Regions from separate parts of the Drosophila melanogaster genome. Here region 2 is linked to region 1. A link is a contact called in public Hi-C data. All regions are on one chromosome and are shown on one strand. Each heading gives the region's core, a stretch centred on a gene start, on an enhancer-like site or on the middle of the called end of the contact. The rest is flanking DNA. Distances are from core to core; before and after follow the strand shown. Region 1 holds the start of CG14650. Region 2 holds the start of Karybeta3 (Karyopherin beta 3).

Region 1 (5,204 bases), core at 1,735-4,234:
TTTTTCAAAGTATGAGTATATCCAACTGTGGATTTCTGCACCCTTACATCTTTGGCGGAGTGCCGTATTTTGCAGGAAGCACACTCACGCGCCGCATAGTGAGGGCGTTCGGTTAGCTTGCGAGGATGACGCTGGGCACAAGTGCTGCACCTGTATTAAGCGGTAACCAGAACGATTAGTAATTTGCTATCTATAGAGACGCGTTTGGTACATACGCACCTTATGGTATTGGCCGCCTCAGCCATTTTGGTTTGAAGTTGGGAAAGCAGGTCGTGCAACTCCGTCCACGCCTTCTCGGTGTGCAGAGTTTCGGCAATGCTTTGGTCGTAAATTAGTCGATTCTCCTGCAAAAGGAAACTTTTAAGATAGCCATCGATCATTTAAAGTGACAATGCATTACCGGTTCTCCGATTAACTCAAAGGCGCGCTGCAGCACCTTAAAAGCCTCCTCAGCACCGGCTTGTTTGTTTTTGTCGGGATGTACAAGCACGGCAATCTTTTTGTAGTGCTTGCGGATCTGCTCCTGGGAGCTGTCTGGGGGAACACCAAGTATGCTAGAACAAGAAGTAAGAACTGTTGCACACGTTCATTAATAGTTGAGCAGAGCTCACCTGTATGCATCCTTTCCCTTGCAATTAAGCAGAGAGTACATTGCTTCTTCACCCGTTTGTGGCAGACGACCAGTTTTGAATTGCTCGGAAGTGGTTTCTGGCGGTTTGCGTTTGTAGAAAAGTCGCCATACGGCCAGGCGCGAGTTCTTAGCAAAGCGAGCGTCGAATCGCCGCCAATAACTTCGCCACCATATGCTTGGCTTGCCAGAGTTCTGCTTCAGTTCCTTTTGCAGCTGCCGCGCATAAGCCAATGCAGCCACATAGGCCAACGTTATCCGCTCGTATCCCATGCTAAAGCCCAGAACCACGATATCGTACACCAAATAAAACAGCCACGTTAAAAGTTTCAGGGTGTAAATCCACCAGGTGTGGATAATACGTTTGGCCAACTCGTAGTTGCGGTTACTGGAAAAGCTGTTGGCATGGGTGGGCGAGTTTGTCGACGAATAGGCATTGCTTCGATTGCGCTTCGATGAGTAGGAGTAGCCAGAACTGTTGTTCGGGTTAAGATTCGAGGAGGAATACCGTTTGGCCGAAGAGGAACTAACATTGTTATTGCTGGAGTAATTTACGCTGCTACTGCTACTGCTGCTTCCCGCATGTGTGTTTGCGCCAGTGTGATTCGAGTGACTCGCGTTGGAGTTGATTTTGTTACTGCCTGATTTACGTGATGAAGTGCTAGAATTCGTTGCCGGAGTAAAATTGAGAACATTGCTGTGGTTCTGCAAGCTGCTGTTGGCGGACACCGGAGTGGTCTTATGCTCCGAAAACTTAGGGGCGTTGCTATTTACGTTCTTCGGTTGCAGTGGCCGCTTCTTTTCCGGATTATTTAGTTTGTTTGATTTAATCTGCGGCTGTAGATTTGGCTGTGCTAGAGACTGAGACTGTTGAACCTTGAGCGGCGCGGTCTGGCTGACTTTACTTCGCTTCTTGCCTCGGCTGGCATGCGCATGACCAACACCGGGCACAAACGAACCCGTCTCCTTGGCATCGTGCAGCGGTGAACGTTTTGACGTCCGCATCTCGCGATTTCCATATGCATCCTCCTTTTCCGGACGCCTCTGCGATTGTACACTGTAGTCCCCACCGTTGTCTGCGCGCATATCTCGCCCTGCAGCACTCGGTTTTGTGCCTTTGCTGAGCACATCGGAGTACGACATGGGCATGGGCTTCACCTCGGCCACGATTCGCTTTTTGCCTTCGGGTTGGCCAGGCACGGCGACGCTCGACTTGTTGATGGCAGTTGGTGAAACGGTGGCAGTGGCCAAAGGCATTTTCAGAGACTTGGCTGGCTTGGAAGCCGCTGGCAGTGTATTGACGGATTGCGACAGTGGCTCAGGCTGCTGCAGGTTCTGATTAGGAACCTGTGGCTGTTGGGCTATCGAAGTCTCGAGAACGACGTCCATCTCGTTGGCCTCGCCATCAAATTGAATGTAGCTTCCACCAGTCAAATTGGGCGACCAGTTGTTTACAAGGTTGTTAATGAGAAGGTTAGCACTGCTCGACGAGTGATTGACTTGGGACACTGTTGGGGCCTGAGTCTGCGTCTGTTGGGGCTGTCGATGCTGGGCGTCTTGCTGCTGTGCATGTGGTAAAGTCAAAGGATTTGTGGCAAACAGTTCATACAGTGGAGTCGGCTGCGAAGGTGTCGGCGGAGCGGCCTGGTGTTGGTGCTGCAGCTGATGGTGATTAATCGAGGCCATGTTGATATGCGTGAAGAGTGGGGTGCCGGCTTCGCTGACCTGGTTGTCCGGGCAGTGGTACACTTTGAGAAAGTTGCCGGGTCCCACAGGCAGCACGGAGTAGGTCTCTGGCTGGCCTGGCTGACCGGAGTAGGACAGATTGAAGAGATACTCATTGTACATGTGGGGCTGCTGCTGCTGAAGATGGGGCGCAAATGGGGGGCCGGCTAGGTGCGGTGGTGGAGGTGGCCACATCAGCGGGACAGGTGCTTGTCCATGCTGCTGCTGGTGGATCAGATAGTTTTGGGTTTGATGTTGATGCTGCTGCTGTTGCTGTTGCTGCTGTTGGTGGGCCAGGTAGTTGCCCACTTCGTCAGTGTGGGGCAGGACGCGAAAGGGTGCAGACTCAGTGCTGCCCCCTCCAATCTCGTCGTCCTGACGAGTCGCCATGTCCTGCGATGGGGCCTATGCTTTTTGCGCACCAGCTCCGCTCGCCTATTGGAATTTCAAGCGTGCTCCATGTATTCACCGCAGCGAGTCTGTCACGGATGTGCTGCAATCGCAGGTGACAGGTAGTTGGTTTTCTGTGGCCCTAGCCCACTTTTTCACTCCAAACTCTAAATAATTCGCAGAGCGTCCGTGTGTAAGAGTTTTATATCTTTTTATTGCAAACGTCAAATGTAGTGTTGCCAGATGGGTGGAATTCCATTTTCCTAACTGCCCTCGACCAACCCTGGTAGTAACCTATCGAAAGATTTCCCTCCAACGTATTTTCCGAATTGTTGTTAAACTGTTGGATTATTAATCGAAGTTTCCTCAAATAAAAAAACAAATTTCGCCAACTTTTCCATTGCCACCAATCAGCCGTTTTTGAAGATACATATATTGATGAACCCGCTGATCGTGCAGCCCTGGTTAATATTTGTTGTTTTAAACGTTGCAGTCAAATGATTTTTAAACAATTAAAAAAATGCCTTTTGTCCGACCGCTGGTGACCGTGGTGCGGGCCGGGCGGCATAGCTATTCAGCAGGATTACAGCTACAGCAACGTCTTGCAAGGTCCAACCAGATCCTGAATCCGCCAGCGGAGTTCCGAAACTACCTGGTGCTTCAGGAGCACGACCCGGTCTACACAGTCGGACTAAGGACAAAGGACTATACGGCGCAGGATGAAGACCGACTCCGCCGGCTAGGAGCAGACTTCCATCGCACAGATCGCGGTGGCTTGATCACATTTCACGGCCCCGGCCAGTTGGTGGCCTATCCCATTCTGCACCTGGGTCAGTTCGTGCCGAGCATCCGCTGGTACGTGGCGACGTTGGAGCGGATGGTTGTCGAGGCCTGCCACCAGATGGGCATTTCCAGTGCCAAGGCGACCAAGGACACCGGTATCTGGGTGGGTGACAACAAGATCTGTGCCATCGGTATCCACGGCTCGCGTTACGTCACCACGCATGGAATCGGCCTCAATTGCTGCACGGATCTGCAGTGGTTTGAGCACATTGTGCCCTGCGGAATCGAAGGCAAGGGGGTCACCTCGCTCAGCAAAGAGCTGGACAGACATTTTCCTGTCGAGGAGGCCAGTGGCGCACTCCTCAATAGTTTCGCTAAAGTTTTCGAATGCCGCCTTCAGGAACACGCCAAAAAACCAGCAAGTTCTGCTGAAATCGGATAATATGGTTATTTGGATACATATGATGTATAAAGGACCGCCAAGTTTATTTCAACATTTATAATTTAAATTATGCATCAATACATATTTCCTGGCCTTCTGTTATCTCAACTTTTACGAAATGGAAATTTGTAAACTAGATTTATGTATTTCATAAAATATTAAAATAACATTATAACTATATACATATATAGACTCATTGTCAATCGTATTTATCTATTTTTTTTTTTGTCCAAATCTGAATCAAAATCTTCGAAATGTATGCCATACAAGAAAACTCAGCGACACACAGCCAACAAAAAATTTGGCCCGAATCGAAGTTATATCTTACTATAAATTACACTTCAATGGAGATCACATAAATCGAGCTTTATTCAGGTCACACTTTTTGGAGCGCCCATCCGTAGGAATCTTTCCCCGTGCATTCATCTCCACACGAGCCTGTTCCCGCAGCTCTGCCTTCCGCATTCGACGCTCTTTGCGTGACTCCAGAGCATTATTAAAGTACCGATCCCTGAAGTCCTGCGAGGGCGTTGGCACCTGTTTTATGCTGCACAATAAGGGTTCTGTTGGACTATACTCGAAACACTTTTCATAGGTGAGTAGCCGCCTAGCTGTATTCCCAGTCAATTGCTGCTCAGAGTTAGCTATCAGGCTCAGATGCTGATGCTGTGGCAGCATCTTCGGGTCGTAGTCCTCGCTGTGAAAGGGTATCCAGCAGACAAGACGTCCTCCCAGTTTTAGGTGCCTCGCAGAGAACTCGAGAAGATCCCCATAGAGACTCTGCAAGGAATAGTGCGACGTTGATGGGTAATGCACCATGCTGTCACTTCTAGTGTTGGCCTTTACGCTAGCCTTTTTCTCCACCTTTTCCGTGGCCTCTCTTATTCCATAGGGAGCTTAAATTACCAAAGAATGAACATTTTAAGTTTGGTATAAAAAAGAATAAACCTACGATCTGTTATTATGCAGTCGAACGAGATGCGGGAATGCCACACCGGGTTGGAGAAATCGGCCACCACCACATCCATGTAGCGATCAGCGCAGCCGTACTGCTTCAAGTTGGCCCGAATGCTCTCGTCCTTCTCCCGCACTTTTTGGGTTATCCGGCTCGGCCGGCAGCGGGCGTGCACCATCATGTAGTCTATGTCCGCTCCCAGGACATACCCGCCCCACTTGGCGGCGCTTACCAAAAGCGAGCCCGTTCCCACAAACGGATCAAATACCAGATCCCCATTG
Region 2 (4,767 bases), core at 1,328-3,827, 210 kb before region 1:
TTCCATCTGCTTGTGACAACCCTCACCGATGGCCGAGATGGCCATGAGGGCTGCGAAGCGATGTTTCCAATCGGCATGACCCAACATAACCGGCAGAGCGTTCATTACGAGCGGAAGCACAATCTTTCCTCCCAATCCACAGGCGAGGCGATCCAGCGAGGACTCGGCGATCACGTTGTTGTCGCTGTGATCGTCATCATCGACCACGTCGGCGGTGGACCAGTTCTCGTCATCATCCAAATCCGTCATCATATGGAGAATCAGCGGGATCAGGGCCACGATATACTTGTCCGCTCGCTTGCGTATCATCGACGGGGCGTTCTCGGCGAGCGACACCATAACTTCCAACACTAGGTGACGCCAGCTGTCCTCAAAGTCCTGCGAGCTGAAAACCTTCATGCAGACCTCAAAAATGAACTCCAGCTGGGGACGCAGGAACTTCGGGCAATTCTCGGTCATCTCAATCAGGAGCTTTAGCAGACTCTGATCATCCTGGGCCTCGATGGTCTCGCCAGTGATGTGGATCATGCGGGGCAGCATATCAGCGAAGTGCTTGTGGATGGCCGTCTCGTTCTCCTTGTCGTGGTAGAGGATGAAGGCTCCGACGGCTCGCACGGCCTGTACTCGGACCTCCGGATCGGATCCAGCGTCCATGCTCTTGGCAAGCATCTGCTTGATCAGATCAATGTACTGAGCTTCCTGGTTTCCAAATATGGAAGGCACACTAGAGAAGATCCGCAGTGCCGATTCCTGCAGCTGCGGCGTAGGCGAGTTAGCGCATTGAAAGAGAAACTGCAAGATGTCGGGCCACTGGTTGTTGCAGTCCTCGTCGATCAGATTCCTGGCCACCTCGGCAACTACCTCGCAAATCTTGCGACGCAGCTGCGGCGTCACCTCCTGCTGCACGGCCAAAAGGATCTGCTGAAGCAATTGGTTCTGGGATTCAGCTGGAAGCTGCAAATGAGGTAATATTAGAAAGATGCTCAGAGGGCGATTCTCTGCGCGGCTTTATGCCTACCCCTTTGTAGAAATCAAAGAACTCGGTGGTAAACAGGCGGCGCAGCAACACGGCGGCCATCTGTCGAGCCTCCTCCGACTGCTGGCCATTTTGGATGTTGCCCAGGAGATGCGTCACCTTCAGCTCTCTTGAAAGATTGTTGTATGCTTCCTGGAATTAAAAATGGTTTTTGTACATATCCATTCGATGTAATTTTAAAATATATAAATATTATTTATATATGTAAATACAATTCCACCTTGACAACATTGGGCTCTGAAACAATTTAAAACGGATCTCGATTATTTCCATCTCTCAAGTGAAAAGCAAAGTCACAATTCTGAATAGGTATTTTTAGCAATCCAGGTGGAACTTTGGGTGGAAGCGGTACCATGCTTGCCATCTGCCCAAGGTCAACAGAGTGGGTGGGGTTTTCTGGCTGGTGTGGCGTGGGCGTGGCGGTGCCATGTGGCGCCGGAGCGAGACTTCGGAATCCGAGTGGCTTATCAACCGACAGATTGCATTTCTGGAACCGTGTGTCATGGATTTCGCACCTGCTCTTTGTTTCCGTTTGCGGCGGCAATCGGTAAACCGAATTGCCTACTACGAATTCTAATGGAAAATCATGTGGCGGCCATGCAAATTGCACAATTCGCTTCCATTTTGCTTTGTTTGCTTGCTTCGCACCGTCTGTCCGTCGGCTCTCCCTCGCACACATGCGAATGTCGGGGCAAAGCGGAGGGCGAAAACACGTTTTGTACGATGAATCAGATTCGTCTGAAATTTCGGCCGTAGGATTCGCACACCGACGTTTGTTCGTGTGTATACATACATATGTGCCGGGAGAAGATCTTATTGATGGCAGTCCGCCGTATATTTTTGCTCATGTGCAACCCATTGCGGGAATTGCGCATCGAAATTTCGAGGCGACGGCAATACGCTCTGCAAGATCCCCTGCCACGCCGTAATCGAGAATATTGGGACTCACCTCCGCCTGCTGGCGAACATCGTTGTCCGTGGACAAGAGGGAGGCCAGAAGCTGCTGGAAATGGGCCTGATCCGCTGCCATCTTATCCTGTCTGGTTCAAATGAATCGAAACACGGGAACTCGTGGAAACCACGATTTTCACTTCAGTCTTCACGCAACGGCGGCCGCCTAAAAAGAGCAGAACGGAACAACTGGCTGGGTTGCCAAGGTTCGCAAACAAGCGCACTGCACTCTTGGTCAGTTTTCGTGATTGCCGTGAATCTTGGGATGGTTGGTCTTTGGTGGGTGCTGCTGCTGCGCGGCCTATCCAACTTTCTTTTATTTAACTTTTTATGCAATTTAGTGGACACGCTGGAATCTCGCTAAAGCGCTAAGGCAATACTGCTCCGCCGTTATCGATAAAACGCGACTGCTTTTGGCGCGCAAGCGGCCGCCCGCACTAGTGATGCCCGATAGCTGGCGCGTTTGTAGAACCGTCAAAAACTCTAGCTAAAGTTTAACAGTTGATTATGATCTTTTAACGGAAATAGAACTGTGTTAGTGTGAGAACACAAAGTATTTCTAAAAATTACAATCTATTTCCAAAGACCGTAGGACTGAATGAATTGTGTGTATTTAAAAGAAAAAGTCAGGTAGCCTAGATTTAAATGGTTTGTTTCTTGTTTAAAATAACTATGTAAATTATATATATATATTGTAAGCTAGAAACAAGAAATGGCTTGAAACTCATTTAAATCTAATGGCATATTATTCCGAGTGCACCATTCACCGATTTGTGTGCAGGTTTTCTAAATACAATAACAATCATTGGTGAAAATGATGAAAGGCAAGGCTTTTCTTGAACCGAAAAGCTTAAAAAGAAGCTGCACATGGGCTGCGATCTAGACATGATAAGTAATATTTATTCAATTATTGTATTTACATATGTATTTCTTGCGATCATTTAAGACCCTAACACCTCGGAAGAAGCATTGCTGTTAATGTGCAGCTGTGAGGCCACTATAAGGTTGTTACAATTCGTTTCAAGGCAATTATTCGAAAGTAAAGGACCCCCAATGAAATTCTGAACAGACTCTAGATTATAAGATAGACTATAGATAATACACCGCTGTCGGTGTGTACTAAATGTTGATTATGTTGATTAAAACATTGAAGACATTAGTAAGGTGGTTGAGCTATGAAAATCATCGATTACTCTGAATTCATGTGCTAAGTTAACGGGCATCATAGACCTTCAAGATAGCATAAACGTGGAAGATGGTGTCCATATGGGCCTGATAAATAATATATATGAAATATATATCCAAAATTGGGTCGCATTTGAAGAGTTTAAGACATTCAGCTGAAGGATGTCCTTGCGGAAGACTCGACACAGATTGGAATCAATAAATTCAGCCGATTCTGAGTTATATAATGACATTATGACATCGAAGCCACTGTTGAAAATGTTCGGGAAGACTGACTCCGTCTTGGTTTTTATGTCAGCTATGTTTTGAAATTACCTAGTATGGCATATATTGAAAAATTTCTGCTAGACTAAGCATTAGTATAAATATGTATATAACTAGTTCAAACCACAATTTTTGGAACCATAAGAATTGTTCGCACTTACGAAATAGTGCTAATGGGTTATCCTTTAACCAGGCGCTTCAGATTGGTAAAGAGCCGCAACGTGAAGTGGTAGATCATTTCCACAAGACTCAAGATGGAGAACCCCATGAATAGACCGAAAATGCCACCGCAATTCGCCAGAAACTCGGTCATTCCGTAAAGCTCCGACCGCTTTGAAGTGATGAACTGACTCTGCTTGAAGTAAATGGACAAGCGGGACATCTGGGAGCCGGGATACTCCTTCAGGAACTCAGTGTCGCCCTCAGCCACTAGCATTTCTTCCAAATCAAAGTTGGCCTGGGAAATCTCCGTGTTGTAGACGAGGGATGTGCATGCTGGCATGCAGTTACAGGCAGATTCCACGCTCCGCGAATTTTCTCGGCCAGCGTTCAGCGCTTTTACTCTTTTGAATTCCCTGACTAACAACTCCCTTTCTGCCCGATCGTAGCAGTGGATCTTGTCCTCTCCGCATACAGGCATGTCCACGTTTCTGGGCATCGAGAACTTAACGCATCCGCACTTGGTCAGCGTGAAGTTGGCCAAGCACTCCAGTTGGCAATTTGATTCGGTGTACACCTTAAAAAAACGCAGCGACCGCTCGTGGCTGAGGAAGCACTGCCTCCGAACTGGATGGTACTCTGCTATTCCCGACGACATGGTGATCATGTTGGGCTTCACTGCGATCAGCACCTCCTTGCCCATGGGAATGCGCACAAACTGTTTGGAAACCTGCGGGACGTCATCGGGCGCATGAAGCAGTACCTGTAGATTGGCATTACTGTAGACACATATTGGAGCAAGAAAAAGCAAACAGCTACGTTTTCAAATTTTCCCACCTTAAATCCCTGCACAGGTCCTCGACAGGCGTAGTCCACCTCCTGCTTAAAGCTTTGGAGGGCCAAGAAAATGCCAGATCGCGCTCCGGCACTTAAGACACGAGCCGGAAAGGTCTCCACATCGCTGTCCAGTGCATAGCCCGTTTCCAGAGTCCAGGCCGTATGCTGCGAGCTAATATTTTCCATTTCCAGGGGCTCCCCGCTGTGTTGATACTGATAGGTGTCGTCCCGGTATATCTCAGTGGCTCTCAGCCCATTGAACGTATAGCAGATGCCCTCCTCCGTAAGAGTCTTTCGGAAGAAGGTCTCGCACTCGCCGAAACGACTAAGCCAGC

What was found. Hi-C and Micro-C count contacts between places; a contact is called where the count stands out from the background.
Region 2: a Hi-C map of the Kc167 cell line shows a contact between it and region 1, with 1.8 times the contacts expected there. The contact joins the promoter of Karybeta3 here to the promoter of CG14650 in region 1. A contact is called at or near these places in 23 of 107 Hi-C or Micro-C datasets (the D17-c3 cell line, the Kc167 cell line, the ML-DmBG3-c2 cell line and 11 more) and 2 of 6 datasets of contacts at active chromatin or transcription factors (both in the Kc167 cell line).

Annotation. Positions count from the first base shown.
Region 1 is chr3R:4,435,167-4,440,370 of dm6, reverse strand. CG14650 reads right to left here and starts at 2,984. Exons shown (of 6, transcript NM_141216.4): 1 at 612-2,984; 2 at 401-554; 3 at 220-344; 4 at 48-150. The coding sequence starts at 2,743. CG1074 reads right to left here. Exons shown (of 3, transcript NM_141214.5): 2 at 4,921-5,204; 3 at 4,196-4,864. The coding sequence ends at 4,320. Lipt2 (Lipoyl(octanoyl) transferase 2) reads left to right here and starts at 3,042. Exons shown (of 1, transcript NM_141215.2): 1 at 3,042-4,149. The coding sequence starts at 3,264. The coding sequence ends at 3,968. It also overlaps asRNA:CR46138 and asRNA:CR44134.
Region 2 is chr3R:4,646,986-4,651,752 of dm6, reverse strand. It overlaps Karybeta3 (Karyopherin beta 3), which reads right to left and starts at 2,577. Exons shown (of 5, transcript NM_079502.3): 1 at 1,986-2,577; 2 at 1,019-1,168; 3 at 1-954. The coding sequence starts at 2,066. rpk (ripped pocket) reads right to left here. Exons shown (of 4, transcript NM_079501.4): 3 at 4,433-4,767; 4 at 2,869-4,358. The coding sequence ends at 3,615. It also overlaps asRNA:CR44155.